Regions from separate parts of the Zea mays genome. Here all the other regions are linked to region 2. A link is a contact called in public Hi-C data. All regions are on one chromosome and are shown on one strand. The core of a region is the stretch at or near the end of the contact, and the rest is flanking DNA. Distances in the headings are between cores, read along the strand shown.

Region 1 (4,962 bases), core at 1,295-3,794, 180 kb after region 2:
GGAAATAAAATAGGATTCTATGCAAAAAGGCAGAGATGTACTGTACATACCATTTTCCAGGGTGCATAATGAGCTCTTTAGCTAAGGGCAAAGCGATTCTTATAAATTTTACAGTAACTTGTCGATTTCAAACAGTTATATTATATGTCATGGGGTCAAATTTTATAGAGTTCTTACCAAGCATCAACATAGAAGTTAGAAGAAAAGTATAAATACACATGGTCAAGCAAGACACGACTACATACTATAAAACCTGACCTTAGAATAGTTAGCGTCAAAGATTGTTTCAACAATAAAATTTACATTCAAAGAACAATTACACTAAAAAAAGACGTTTCTTCTCCCGTTGGTGAAACAGGATTGGAAATGCAAGACACATGTGCTCAGTTCTTGAAGTAGTATTAAATAGGAGGTTTTCAGAAATGAAATTTCCTTAAATAAATGGAAAATGTGAACAAGACCTGTAGTATTAAAAAAGAAAGTTACCTCAACATTTATGCTCTAGTCTCCTTTTTTATATGTGCAGAATATTTATTATTTTTTACAACACGCAGAGCTACGTATTACTCCCTCCATCCCAAATTATCCTCCATTCCAAATTATAATTCGTTGACTTTTTTGTGCCATATTTGACCGGCTCGTCCTATTCATTATTTTTTTGCGGAAAAAATGAAAAATTCAAAGCCACATTTAAAGTATATTAAATGCTAAACAATATCACATCAAAGATCAACAATAATTATGATTTTTTAATAAGACAACAGTCAAACTTAGGGTAAAAAATCAAATGAATTATAAATTAGAGCGGAGGGAGTATTATATTAAGAAGAAGAAAAAACAGAGGGGAAAAGCCAACAAGCTGAACACACAGGGTAATACCATAGGTGCGCATTCAATATTGAATAATCACAACAAAATATCGAAGCTAATACCTATACTGACCAGCAATTAAGTGTGATCTAATTTGATATATCATAGAACTAACCATGCTGTCCTGTAAACAGCTTTCTCACTGATATATCATGGAACTAACCATGTTGCCCTGTAAACAGCTTTCTCAAAGCATTACAAAAGGACATTAAAGCACCATCATACTAGATCACCTTGCCCCACACTTGGATGATCAGGCTCTTGTTGAACATGCAGAGAAGTCCCCGAGAAACAACAACCTCAGTGTTTGGTGGCAAGAACCGATGACTCCAAGAAACAGGGTATGTAAGGGGTAATAACCGCATAGCCCTTTCCAAGAGTGCCGAGACCATGCAGTTCCTGAGTATCCATGTTATATGATACAAGTTTCTGGTTCCAGTGCTGAATAAGGATGAACGAATTGTGATATGGATGAATGGCCACAATATGGAAGTCTTTGATTGGGTGACTCAGTAATTCAAAGAACTGCAAAGAGCTCACATTGTGCTTTAAGATCCATGCTTGTGTATCATAGTCCTCAAGAACCCAGATCGACATCCGCGTGAAGCGCACTTCAGAGCCTTGATCTAATTGCACATTCACACCGATGCAGTGTAGATGGTCTTGGGATTCACCAATAAAAACAATTGCTCTCACATCCTTACCATGCCAGCCGATGATCCTACGAGTTTCCCCTTCCCCATCCACTGCAATTATCACAGTCTCTTCTTTCTGAAGATCGAAGGCAAGAAAATGCAGCAGACCATCGACCAATGTCCAGCCACACATGAATCCAATCACGGATTCACCCCACAGCTCCCATTCACCGCCCTCTTCACCTCGCCCCCACTTGCTTGACCTGTCACTCCATGCCTTGGTTTCAGACGAGTAAGAGTGCACCGTTTCCACCTCCTTCGCCGCCTTATTCTCCCAGATCTGGACCAAGTGGAAGTGCGAGGAGACAGCAGGGTTAAACATCAGAAAGGTGTGCGCATATCTTTCCCCACCAACCATGTCCCTTTCAAATGGAGGTGGAAGGGGACAAGAGCCGGAGCTGGCGGGCACAGTCATCAATTCCTCGGTCGCAGGGTTTGTCACGATGTACCCGAACTTGTCCTCCCGGGTGCACCCGAAGAGCAGGAGCCCGTTGCAAGAATCCAAGAGGACCATGCGCTCCACGCCAGGCAGCATTGCCGTGATGAAGGAGAAGGAAGGGTCGACCGGAGCCACGCGTTCTCCGCTCCCCGACAGGCTGGTGAATTGGCCGTAGCTGTGAGGCCCTCCGACGACGCCGTGGAAGAAGCCTTCCAGGGTCTGGGGCAGCTTCTTGCGGTTGAGGGGGTCGGTGATGAGGTTGCGCCAAGATTTGCACACGCACGTGCAACGGCGGAGGTCTTTGACGGGCACGCGCGAGAGGATCTCCACCATCACCTCGTCGTAGAGGTCCGCCACCGCCCTCCCCTTTGCGCAGTCCATGGCGCCGGGAGCGGGGAAGGGACGCGCTGCAAGCTAAGAGTGGGGAAGGTGAGGTTAGGGATGGATGAGCACAAGAGACGGGGAGTACAAAATGCGGCGAACGGGGAAGCACCGGCTGCCGAAGAGGGTCTGCGTCGACGGCTGCGGTCTGCGGATGCGGCGCTAGCCGACGGGGCCCTTGCTGAGATGTGGGGTTTGGGAGGAGAGAAGCGTCCTAATAGCCAAAGATTTAATGGTGCCTTTTATGGATGTGCCGGCGTTATAGATATCCATCTCGGTCGAGCCCACCGAGTGGTCCGCGACACGGCATGAAAAATGGCCTAACCCAGCATCGACATGGCCCGGTTTCAAACGTGTCTGGACAAGCCCGGCCCGTTCGTCGTGTCGGGCTGGGCCAAGGATTTCAGCCCGTCGGGTTTAGCCCGACCCGGCCCGTCTAAGGGGGAGGCACGTGGCAGCCCGGTAATGTTAACCGGCCGCGCGCGGCGCGTCCCACTCCCAGGCTCCCAGCCCCACCCCGCCTCTCGCCCTCGCATTTACGCTCGCATTTATGCTCTCAGTCTCAGCCTCTCCGCCTCTCGCCCTCGCATCGACGACTCCGCCCGAACCCTAATCTCCTCTCCCCTCTTGGATCTACGGATCGCCGCCGTCAGCCGGTGTCTCCTCTGTCCTCTGTGCTTGGACTCAGTTGCCCGCCGGGCGCCCCCGCCGTGCTTGGACATCTATACTTACCTTCCTCTCCCAGTCCTCTTCGGTGTTCCTAACCCTAATCCCCTCCGGTGTTCCTCGCTCCACGGATCTCGGCCATCGTCTGTCGTCTCCGGTGCTTCGACTGCACAAGGTGAGTTCCTCGGGCCCTACTCCTTTCCCTTCCCTATTCTATGATTCTGTCGGTGCGTTCATCGGGCCCTACTCCTAACCCTAATTCTTCCGGTGTGTTCCTCAACATAGGTATCGGTGAAATCCGGTGCCGTGTAGTCGTTGAGGAGTCGGAGACGTGTGCGGTGTGCGCGAGGTCGACTGGTCGAGGACTCCAGCTGTGCTCCTCGTGCTCGTTGTCGAGGTCAAGCTCTCAAGGCTATGGATCTTGACCCGGCTGTAGAGGCGGAGGAGCGACAGCTTGAGGACCACAATGAGGCGATGGATGCTAGACAAGCCTTAATGGGTGTTGGTGTCACTCATTTAAATCCTATTGAGCTCGAGGAATTCGTCGCCTCTAGAACAGGCACTGCTATGGACTCCACGAGCCCACCAGCATCTACCACTGCCTCTGCTGCTGGCGGCTCAAGGAAGAGATCCAAAGTTTGGAACAATTTCGACGAGTTAACCAATCTGGTAAATGGTAAGCGTGTAAGGTATGCTGCTCGATGCAAGTTCTGTCATGAGACATTAAGTGCTAGATCCTCTTCTGGTACTGGTCACTTGCTTAGACACAATTGTAGTGCTAAGAAGGCACACGATCGCTTTGGCCAAACCCAAACTGTGCTTAAGTACAACCCCGATGGTTCTTTGCAGCGTTGGTAGTACTGTCCTTCTGTTGCAAGGAATGAACTTTGTCGTTTGATAGCTAGATATGATCTACCTCTATGGCATGGCTCCACTGATGCATTTCAAGAATACATCACTCATGCACATAACCCTAGATTTGTGCATGTTTCTAGGCAAACCACTGCTAGGGACATGATTAAGTTATATAATGAGCGTAAGGTAAACTTAATTGGTACTTCGAAAACTGATGTTACATCTGTTTGTCTAACCTCTGATATTTGGGCTGGCAAGGCTAAGGAAAACTATTTAAGTGTAGTTGCTCATTTTGTGAATTCTCACTGGGAAATAGAAAAAAGGTTGCTTGGTCTAAGGTTAATTGATGGTAAACATAGTGGTGTTAGTATTGCTAATCTGGTTGCTACTGTGATAGATGATTATGCTTTAACTGATAAAGTATTTGCAATCACCTTAGATAATGCTTCATCAAACAATACTGCCATGAAATATCTGAGACCTTTCTTGTCTGGTTACCTTGGTGTGCCTGCTCCTGTTGTGACTGATGATGATTCTTTTACACCTACTGATGATGACTTGTGCACTATGTTCTTGCATCAAAGATGTTCCTATCATGTTATTAATTTAATTGTTAAAGCTGGTCTTCAACATTTGAAAGCTTATATTGATGACTTTAGAACTGCTATAACCTTTTTAAATGCTTCAAATCAACGAATAGTTGCATATAAAAGCTATTGTATGAGTATGGCTATTCGTCCTCGTAAGTTTGGTGTTGACATGAATGTTAGATGGAATTCTACATACTTAATGCTTAAACACCTAGTACCATACAAGTCCAGCTTTTCTGTTTTTATCAAAACCCAGTATCCTTTGCATCTTGATGGTACTCCTTTACTCACTGATGATCATTGGACAATTGCTGAAAAAGTTCTTTCTTTCCTAGAATTATTTTATGAATCCACAGTTGCATTGTCTGTGTTTACTACCCTACTGCTACTTTGATGCTACACCATATTCTGAGGATAGCCAGACATCTAAATTCATTTGAAAATGATAGACTTCTTAGGGCTGCTG
Region 2 (4,646 bases), core at 191-2,690:
TTTTACACTCTGCAGAGGTGGTACCCTTTACCCACAAGTCATGTTACCCATCTGCCATGGGGTTGTACGGGCCCCATACAACTCTACCAAGGAAGCGAGGCAGGGTAACACTACGAGGCATTTACAAAGTTCCACTAGCTTCCGAAAACCCGCTACAGTTTTTAGGAAGAGCAATGCAGGAATCCCTCGTCTGACCACCATCGCAACAAAATCAACCCGAGAACCTTGATACACGCCTACTCCCCTACTACCCTTGCCCTTTCGGGTAAGGTAGTCTTCCACTAGCTATCCTAATTAGTCAACCAAGGGTGTCCCATTCCACCCTTGTGGCGGCACGTGTTTCCCAAGTTAAGCTTGATGTTCCAATTAACATAATGGTCTTATCATGAACAGAAATAGAACAATAATAATAAAGAATGACGATGTGTAATAGTTATCTAACCACCCAAAACCATATATAGCGCAATAGCAAAGACTACCCAAAAGTTTAGGGGTAAGCAAGGTGTAAAGATAACCAAACTAGGGTGACCTATCAGGTCCCATCAAAATTAAGCCTATGCATGCCAAGATGATTATAGAGAACATTATTGGGTAAATAAAAGTGATCAAGGGCACAACTTGCCTGGGACTTGAGATTCCAGGTACTAGGGTGATCTTCAGGTGACTCATGACCTCACTACTAAATGTAGTAATACAAACAAACATAGTATAGGCAAAATTAACATCACACCAAATATAAGCACAAGATGCATAATAATAATTTCTGCGTCGCTACGAGATCGTGGGTTCGAGATCCACTACATTCGGAGTTACGGTTATAAAGTTGTGATTTTTGGAAGACCTACGTGATTAAGTATTTAACACTAGGTTTTGTGTTGATTCCATAAAGATAATCCAAAGAAATAACTAATTCAACTTTAATCTTGCTTATAACTTGACTAGCGATCAATTCGGACTTTAATCTTATTTTAATTAGATTGCAAATATAGGCAGGTTAGCTTTTAGTAGAAGAGTCACTTTAGTAAACATAGTTTAAATAAATATCTAACTATAAAAGTATGAAATATGATATAACTAATATTGTTACTGCGTAGTAAATATTTATACGAAGCTAATGCAACTTGAACAGATCAATTCAGAGTTAAAACAAAGGAGTTATGGATTTATAAATATTTTTCTAGAATTGTTTATATGCCAAAAATTCATTTTCTCATATTTAATTAAAGACTCCGGAATAGGGGCACTATTCTACGAAAGATCAGGGTCAAATCTATAAATTCCGGGACCCAACCGCAATATTCTTAACATAGTCTTGGACGGGGGGCTGTTTTGAGAAAAATGTGGGGTTTCTTTAGCAAATTGTCCACACCGAAGAGGTATCGGCCAGATCTGGTCGTTAGATCAAAAACCGACCGCCCAGATTACATCGTCCCTTAAGTGAACCGATACAGGCTCACAACCATTGGATTTCAGACCCACGGTCGAGGTTTGTCCCAGCGATTGACTAATCTACACCGCTCCCATTGGATCCGATGGTCACAATTTCCTAGCACGAAGGGGTAAGTGGTGATCAATCCTAGTCACACAAACGTCTAGATCTTCATCTCCTACCCCCGGTCGGCACTGGGTGGCGGCGTAGGCCTAGGGCCACGGCGGAGCCCCACTGGTGTAAGCCCCATCGGCGATTCCAAGTTCCAAACCCGAAACGGATATAGGATAAACGATTAGTAGAACCCATTGAATCCTGCGTGGGAGGACTCACCGGTGATTATGCATCAAGGGTCACGACCACAATGTGATGTGGTGCCACGGCGGTCGCCATTGCCCCGGTGAGAAATTGAGCGGCTCACGGTCCAATTCCCGGGGTGGGAAGACCACGGGCATCATCAGGGCGCTACTGTGATTCCCCAGGCCAACCGCCAAGGTTGGAGCTCCACCCAATTCATGAGTCAACCATGGCGGACCCAATCACCCTCCCCCCGCTCGTCGAGCATGGCGGTGCGAATAGCGCCCATGCCCCCATGGCTCGCATCATCGAAGCTAGCCAGTTGTGGATGAGAGGTGGGCGATGACCGGGCACTTATAGGCCGAAGGCCGGGGAGTCCGCGAAGAGTTTTGTTAGTGATGAAGATCGCGGCGGAAATCTCGTGAGGTTTGCAACGAACCAAGCTGGATGCCTGGATGAGCGATCTGACGAGGTAGCCCCACCTGACAGTGCCCGCGAAACCCCGAACACTCCAGCGGAGAGTCTGCCACACGGGCCCTATATGTCAGTGCCAGCGACGCGTGCGTGTGGAATCGGCTTGGGGATGGGCCCCGCTTGACGGTGAGTACCGAGCGCGCGCGTGGGCCGCCAGGTGGGAAAACTGGGTCGCACAGTGGTGTTTGGAGTACTGGGCCCACCAGTCGGCGCTGATGTTTTCCCTCCCCCATGGGCCGCGCGGTTTGTTTGGGCCAACATGTAATCAGGTCGCACAACTGCAAGGGAGAAGCAGAGTCACTGGGCCGGGAGAAGGAGATGGCCCAGGTGCAGGTTACTCTTTTATTTTTTTATATTTTCTATTTTATTTCCATTTCTATTTATTTTGAACCTTTCCAAATTCAAATTTTTATTCTAGGTTCAAATTTAAACTTCAAATTAATCAAAAAGCACACTCAAAATCCAAACTCCAAATTTATGTTCAAATGCAACCATCCAAAATATCGGTATAAATGCTAAGTGTGTCTATATATATATATATATATATATATATATATATATATATATATATATATATATATATATATATATATATATATATATATATATATATATCTTTGATTATTTTATTCCTTTGTTTAGGCAAAAGCTCAAAATATGACATGCACACACTTATTTCATTTTAGGAAAAATATTACTTTTGAGTATGTAATCAAACTTCAAGTTAACTAAAATTAATATCCATTACCTTACTTACTTAGGGGAAAATAATGTATTCTCTTTTACCGAGAGTCACTTAATCTTGAATATATTTTTATTTAAGAGCATTCCTTAAATTTCATGAGAAGAATAACTTATCTTACTAGATTGAAGGTATTTCTATTTTATCTTATGTTTACCCAATTTCTTAGTATTATTTCTTATAAAAGACATAGAAGGAATACATGAACTCCTAACTCATTTTTAGGGTTTATAGAGTTCCTCGGCGGCTAGCTCTGGCGGTGGCGAGACAAAGAGGGTGTAATGTCTCGGTGGCCGTCGTGACAGGGACGAGAGGGAGAGTAGGAGACAGCGGCTAGGGTTTCGCCACCCGTGTCGCCCGGGAGGGACCTGGGGGCCTATGTTCCACTCCCACAGCTCTAACCCATCACCAGCTATGACTATCTAACAGTTCGAGTACACTTAATATAGTTGAATACTAGGACTAAATAGTTGTTCTGAATTTGCTTTCATCATTGCCCACTTACCTTTAGCTATTGTTAATTGGTCTTTTGGTAGTCCTTGTTTCTCACATCATTAAAAATGGTTGTGCCTATTTACAATATGTGGATGAAACTGTCTTCCTTCTTTAGGACAACCCGATTTAGGCAAGGAATCTGAAATTTGTTTTGGTCCTTTTTTAGCAGATGTCAGGCCTCAAAATTAACTTTCACCAAAGTGAGATCCTGTGTTTTGGCAAAGCTGAAGAGAGGAAGAACTTATACGCTGAAAGCTTCACTTGCCCTATTAAAAAATTGCCCATGAACTACTTGGGCATTCCTATGGATGACAAGACTCTTAGAATCTCCCATTGGGCTAGAATGGAAGAAAATATGAAAAAAAAACTGGGGGTCTCGCAAGGAAGGTATCTTAGCCTTGGGGGAGGCTGGTGCTGATTAATAGTAGTTTATCTAGCATCCCCTTATACATGCTTTCCCTTTTTTGGGCTCCTGCCAGTGTGCTTAAAAAATTGGGCATGTATAGAAAGAGGATGTTACGGCGGGGGGAGAACAAAAAGGCCCATCTGGTGAATTGGGATATTGTTTGTGGGCCTAAGGATCAAGGAGATTTGGGAATTTTAGACCTTAGATGTATGAACCTTTGTCTACTTGCTAAATGTTGGTGGAGATTGGAGAATATGGAGGGTCTATGGCAAAAAATAGTAAGGTTTAAATATATCAAAGGAAGACCTTTGAGTTTGATGGAAAAGAGACAAGGGGACTCTCATTTCTGGAAGAGCATCTTGGAAGTAAAATATATGTTTTATAGAAACTGCAAAAGAGTCATTGGAATGGTAAATCCACTAGTTTTTGGGATGATTGTTGGTGTGGGAACATACCTCTCTCGGTAAGATTTAAAAGACTTCATGATTATCTCTTAACAAAGACATAAGTGTAGATAAGGTGCTGAATAAGAACTTTGATTCATTAACCTTTAGAAGGAGGCTAGTGGGAACTGGTGCTGATAATCTTAAGGATATGATATCCTCATATGAGGACATTTACCTTAATGATTCAAGAGATAAAGTTGTTTGGTTACTGGATAAAAAAGGATATCCTGTCAAATCCCTTAACCTCAAATTGAGAGCACCTAGAGGAGGGTGAATAGGTGATCCTGTAAAATTCAATACTAAATAGCACAAACTTGATTTAAAGATGTTAGTGCAATTAAAACCAAGTTGCTAAAG
Region 3 (4,397 bases), core at 1,559-4,058, 250 kb before region 2:
TATAGATAGAAAAGGTAAGCATAGATGGATTAAAGAGAAAAGGGAGAGCACCCAGCTACCTAACTCTACGACACTCAGCTAGTAAACGGATGTCATTGCGGACCAAGGTGCCACAACACACCAACACTCATCACAAAGAAGCAAATCAGTCATAACACAAAGACAAACAGCACAAGCATACAACAACAAACATCTCATTGCTACACGTTAATGTTAACTAGATGGTGGTCTTTCCTTACAAAGGGGAAACTACTCTAAGGCCATCGAAAGGCAAGGGGAATAATAAGACATGCAGGATAGGAGAATAGCATAATAAAGGATGGGGCTAAAGCAAGAATTGTAACCGACAGAGAGAGAATGCAACCAAGGTCAGGGTAGATAAAACACCATTCTCAAATCGAGATGGGAAAGATGATGATTCAAAAGGTAGGCATAAGATAAGCATCATGGAAAGATCTAGTGATTACAAAGGTACAAGAGGTAACAGGAAAAAGCACACCAAAAGATCAACTTAAGACAAGACTTGCAACATGACAGAGGAATAGGGAACAAATAAGAGCAGGTGGGCTAAGACAACACTCCTGAACTCAAATGGGAGAGGAAGCTTTAAAATACAGGTACATGATAAGCATCAAGGTAAAGATCGATGGATGACAAGGGTTAAGGCGATAACAAAAAACACACAACCAATGAATGTATTTTAGATAAAACTTGCAAGGTGTTAAAGAAGGGGGAGCAGTCAATGATGAAATAGATGAGGCATTATCCTTGAACAGAGATGGAAAAGAGAGGGCTTCAAAGGGTAGGTTCTGTCACACCCGACTTTAAGGAACAAAGCTAGATGCATCTCTTACATGCGCCAAGAAGACAACATATATAATAACAGAGAGTATAGAGATAAATGTCACAATATCATCAGAGTAATTATTACATAGCGGAATTCTTATTACAAAATAAAAGATAAATATAAAACGAACTAAGGATAATCCTTGGCCCAAGAGTCAACTGGGGAAACGCCACCTAGAACAGATCAAACTCCTCGCTTTGTGGCTCCTCCAGAACCACCTGTTCTTCTCCTATGGGGGGTGTGAGACAGCAAGGGTGAGCTCACACATGATCATAGCTCAACAAGTTATGGGGAACCAGTGGGCATGAACTCACCAAAGGTAGGAGTTCATATGATGTGTAAGGCTAATCAACAACAGGGGTTAAAGCTGAGCATTGCTTTTAATTAGTTGGTCAAAATTTTATTAGCAGTTACTAGATGTCAGTGAATACCAAACCTTAAATAAAGTAGTAGAACAAAACTAATAATAATCCCATGCATATGCAAATGACAAAATTGAATTTAAGTTCCATAAATTAATCATTAGAGAGTCATGAGCTGCTCTTGACCGTGAGCTCGGCTAGTATACCAGTTTTACACTCTGCAGAGGTTGTACCCTTTACCGACAAGTCATGTTACTCATCTGCCAAGGTATCGCGACTCCCATACACCTCTACCTAAGAAGCGAGGTAGGGCAACACTGCGAGGCATTTACAAAGTTCCACTAGCTTCCGAAAAGGCGCTACAGTTTATGGGAAGAGCACTTGCAAGAATCCCTCGTCTGACCGCCATCGCAGCAAAATCAACCTGAGAACCTTCATGCATGCAACTCCCCTACTGCCCTTGCCCTTTTCGGGTAAGGTAGTCTTCCACTAGCTTTCCTAATTAGTCAGCCAAGGGTGTCCCATTAAAACCTTGTGGTGGCACGTGTTTCTCAAGTTAAGCTCCATGTTCCAATTAACATTAATGATCTTGACATGAACATAAATAGAATAACAAAATAACTGGAACATGGATATAATAAATGATTATCCCAAAACCATGTAAAACTATAGCAAACTACCCAAGTGATTCAGGAGTAAACAAGGTAATGAGATAAACAATCTAGGGTGACCTATCGGGTCCCATCAAAATTAACCTATGCATGAATAAGTGACATTAAAGAGCATTATTGGGTAAAAAGTGGTCAAGGGCACAACTTGCCTTCAATGAGCTCCTGCTCAGCTACTTCTATCTGCTGGTCACTATGATCCTCACTCACAGGTTCTTCTACTCGCCACAATATAAACAAGCACAATATAGAGAAAATTAACATCACACCAAACATGTAAGGAAAATACATACTAATAATATACACATTAAAATAAAATCCTAGGAACAGAAATCATAATTTTTGGAGTTATAGATTTTGAGATATGAATTTCCAAAGGTTTTATGTGCTTGAAATAGAATTAAATGAGAAATTATTTTTCTTACTGTTGTCATGACAAAACAGAGACTCTAAGCGATAGAGAATAATACTACAAAATTTTAGGAACTGGAATGGACTAATTTGGAGTTCATATGAATTTGCTATGAATTTTACAATTCCTAGCATTTATTTTCATATTAAAAATCTATTTTCCAATTTATTTATTCAATTTCAAACTGTACTGGACTGGGCCTCATTTTCCAGAAAGTGTAGGGGCTACAGGGTAAAACTTCTAAGACTCAGGAAACAGTCCACACGGACGGCGGGTTGATTCCTAGATTTTCTAGGGTCCCCTATGTAAACTAGCGCTGCGAAGAGGTATCGGCCACAATGGGCTGTTGGATCAGACGTGGATCCATCAGATTGAATCTAAGTTTTATGAAACGTAACGCGCGTGAAGTCGTTGGATCAACAGTGAACGACCCGAATTTAATGAGTCATAGATCCACTCCGCGCCACTGGATCACGATCTAACGTTCCATGACAGTTTCCCCAATCAGTACGCCAGCTCCTAATCTTAGCCGTTGAACTAGATATCAACGGCATATGCTTCTCCCCCAAGCTACTGTCGACCGGTACCTAGTCGTCTCCTACCTCCTGTCAGCGCACTGAGTGGCGCACATGTCACCGCAACGGAGTAAGCCCCGTCGGCGTTGGCTACGTCGTCCTATGAGCCATATGGTTCTAACGAACACGACCGAGGACCGAACGCCATGACGCCGCTAGCCAACCCGTATGGATCTGCCCGCTCAAACCCCCCCTGCGCCCGAACAAGGTGACACGGTGACTCTGCCCGCCACCGGCGAGCAATTAAGCTCCCAACCGTACCTAATCACGCGTCCTAACAGGACCTAGAGAAGGCGGAGACGAGAGTGGACATGATGAAGGTTACCTCAACGGCGGAGGAAGCAGCGACGCTGATGGTCTAGGACTCGGTCGAATCGGTCATGAGTCTTAATTTCGAGAGCGAAACCTCAACCCCGCTTCCCAATCTCCCCTGGCGAGGCTCTGATTCCCGCCCCGTTGACATCGCGAAGCCCAACAGCTAATGTCGGCGCATTGAACGACGGTGAGGAGGAAGTACAGCGGTGGCGGCGACTTTCTTTTGGTTCTTCGCTCGGTGTTCACGCCAACGGTGGGGTTCAAGTGGAGGAATAGGGTCTAGATTAGAGGGGATGGGTTCGCCCTTTATGCGCGCTGAAGATTCCGCCCCCAGTCAATCCCCCATCACGGACCCACCGAATCGAACAGACTCCGGTGGACTCGGCGTTCGCTGCAACAAACTCCTAAACGCAAGGGGAAGGAGACGCACCTGACGATAGGGTCCCGCTGCCAGTGTCGACGAACGGATGCAGGCGCGCACCAGAGTCACCGACCGAGCGGGCCCACCCGTCGGCGCACTCTAGGGAGGCGTGAGCCTGGTCGTGCGGTATAACAGGGCAATGACCGGTTAGGGAAATAGGAGTGGGCTGAGGGAAAAGTTTGGACCCATTCACGTTCTTTCTTCTTTTCTTTTTTTATTTCATTTTCCCATTTTTGATTTCGAATTTAGAATTTAAATTTGGTTGTGACTTGCACATATATCAATGTACAAATTCAAATCTTATGATAAAAGAATATATTTATTTCCTTTATTTTATGTGGTATTCTCTTCTCTTTCTCCAAAGTTTTGCTCCCCATTTAGGTTTTAAATTCTAGTTTGTATATCAATGTATTGTTTTTTATATTATTAATTTTATTATTTATAGATGCACAATCAAATAAACTCCAGAATGATGCATAAGTTTTTTTGTGTCTTTGATTTAGTTGTCCACTTTTAAATATGTTGTTCACATGTTATAATAAACAGGGGCAAAAACATATATGTAATTCCACTATATTTTCATTCTACAGTTTTGGGTATTACAAATCCTACCCCCCTTAACAAGAATCTCGTCCTCGAGATTTAGGAGGAACTAGTGAAAAGATGAGGAAAATCTATCCGAAGCTCTTCTTCTCTCTCCCAAGTAGCTTCATCTTCTCCATGGTGACTCCATTGCACTTTACACATCTTTATCACCTTATTTCTTGTAACTCGAGTCAATGTGTCAAGAATCTTGA

Evidence for each region. A called contact is a pair of places that touch in the nucleus more often than the background predicts.
Region 1: a Hi-C map of ear shows a contact between it and region 2, with 1.9 times the contacts expected there. The contact joins the promoter of LOC100382389 here to the enhancer-like site in region 2. A contact is called at or near these places in 3 of 25 Hi-C or Micro-C datasets (ear, leaf and tassel).
Region 3: a contact with region 2 is called in a Hi-C map of bundle sheath, with 3 times the contacts expected there. The contact joins two enhancer-like sites. A contact is called at or near these places in 3 of 25 Hi-C or Micro-C datasets (bundle sheath, endosperm and leaf).

What each region holds. Positions count from the first base shown.
Region 1 is chr7:12,475,503-12,480,464 of Zm-B73-REFERENCE-NAM-5.0, reverse strand. LOC100382389 (Receptor-like kinase-like) reads right to left here and starts at 2,544. Exons shown (of 1, transcript NM_001175134.1): 1 at 875-2,544. The coding sequence starts at 2,385. The coding sequence ends at 1,171.
Region 2 is chr7:12,658,410-12,663,055 of Zm-B73-REFERENCE-NAM-5.0, reverse strand. No RefSeq gene overlaps it. Among protein-coding and RNA genes, the nearest start is that of LOC109940905, 12 kb to the left of the region's middle. Within about 2 kb of position 1,440, at least 19 of the 20 cell types and tissues checked have an H3K27ac peak or open chromatin away from gene starts, as enhancers often do. A contact at or near this core is called in bundle sheath, ear, leaf and 1 more, where this site is marked.
Region 3 is chr7:12,914,207-12,918,603 of Zm-B73-REFERENCE-NAM-5.0, reverse strand. No RefSeq gene overlaps it. Among protein-coding and RNA genes, the nearest start is that of LOC118472905, 14 kb to the left of the region's middle. Within about 2 kb of position 2,808, at least 18 of the 20 cell types and tissues checked have an H3K27ac peak or open chromatin away from gene starts, as enhancers often do. A contact at or near this core is called in bundle sheath and leaf, where this site is marked.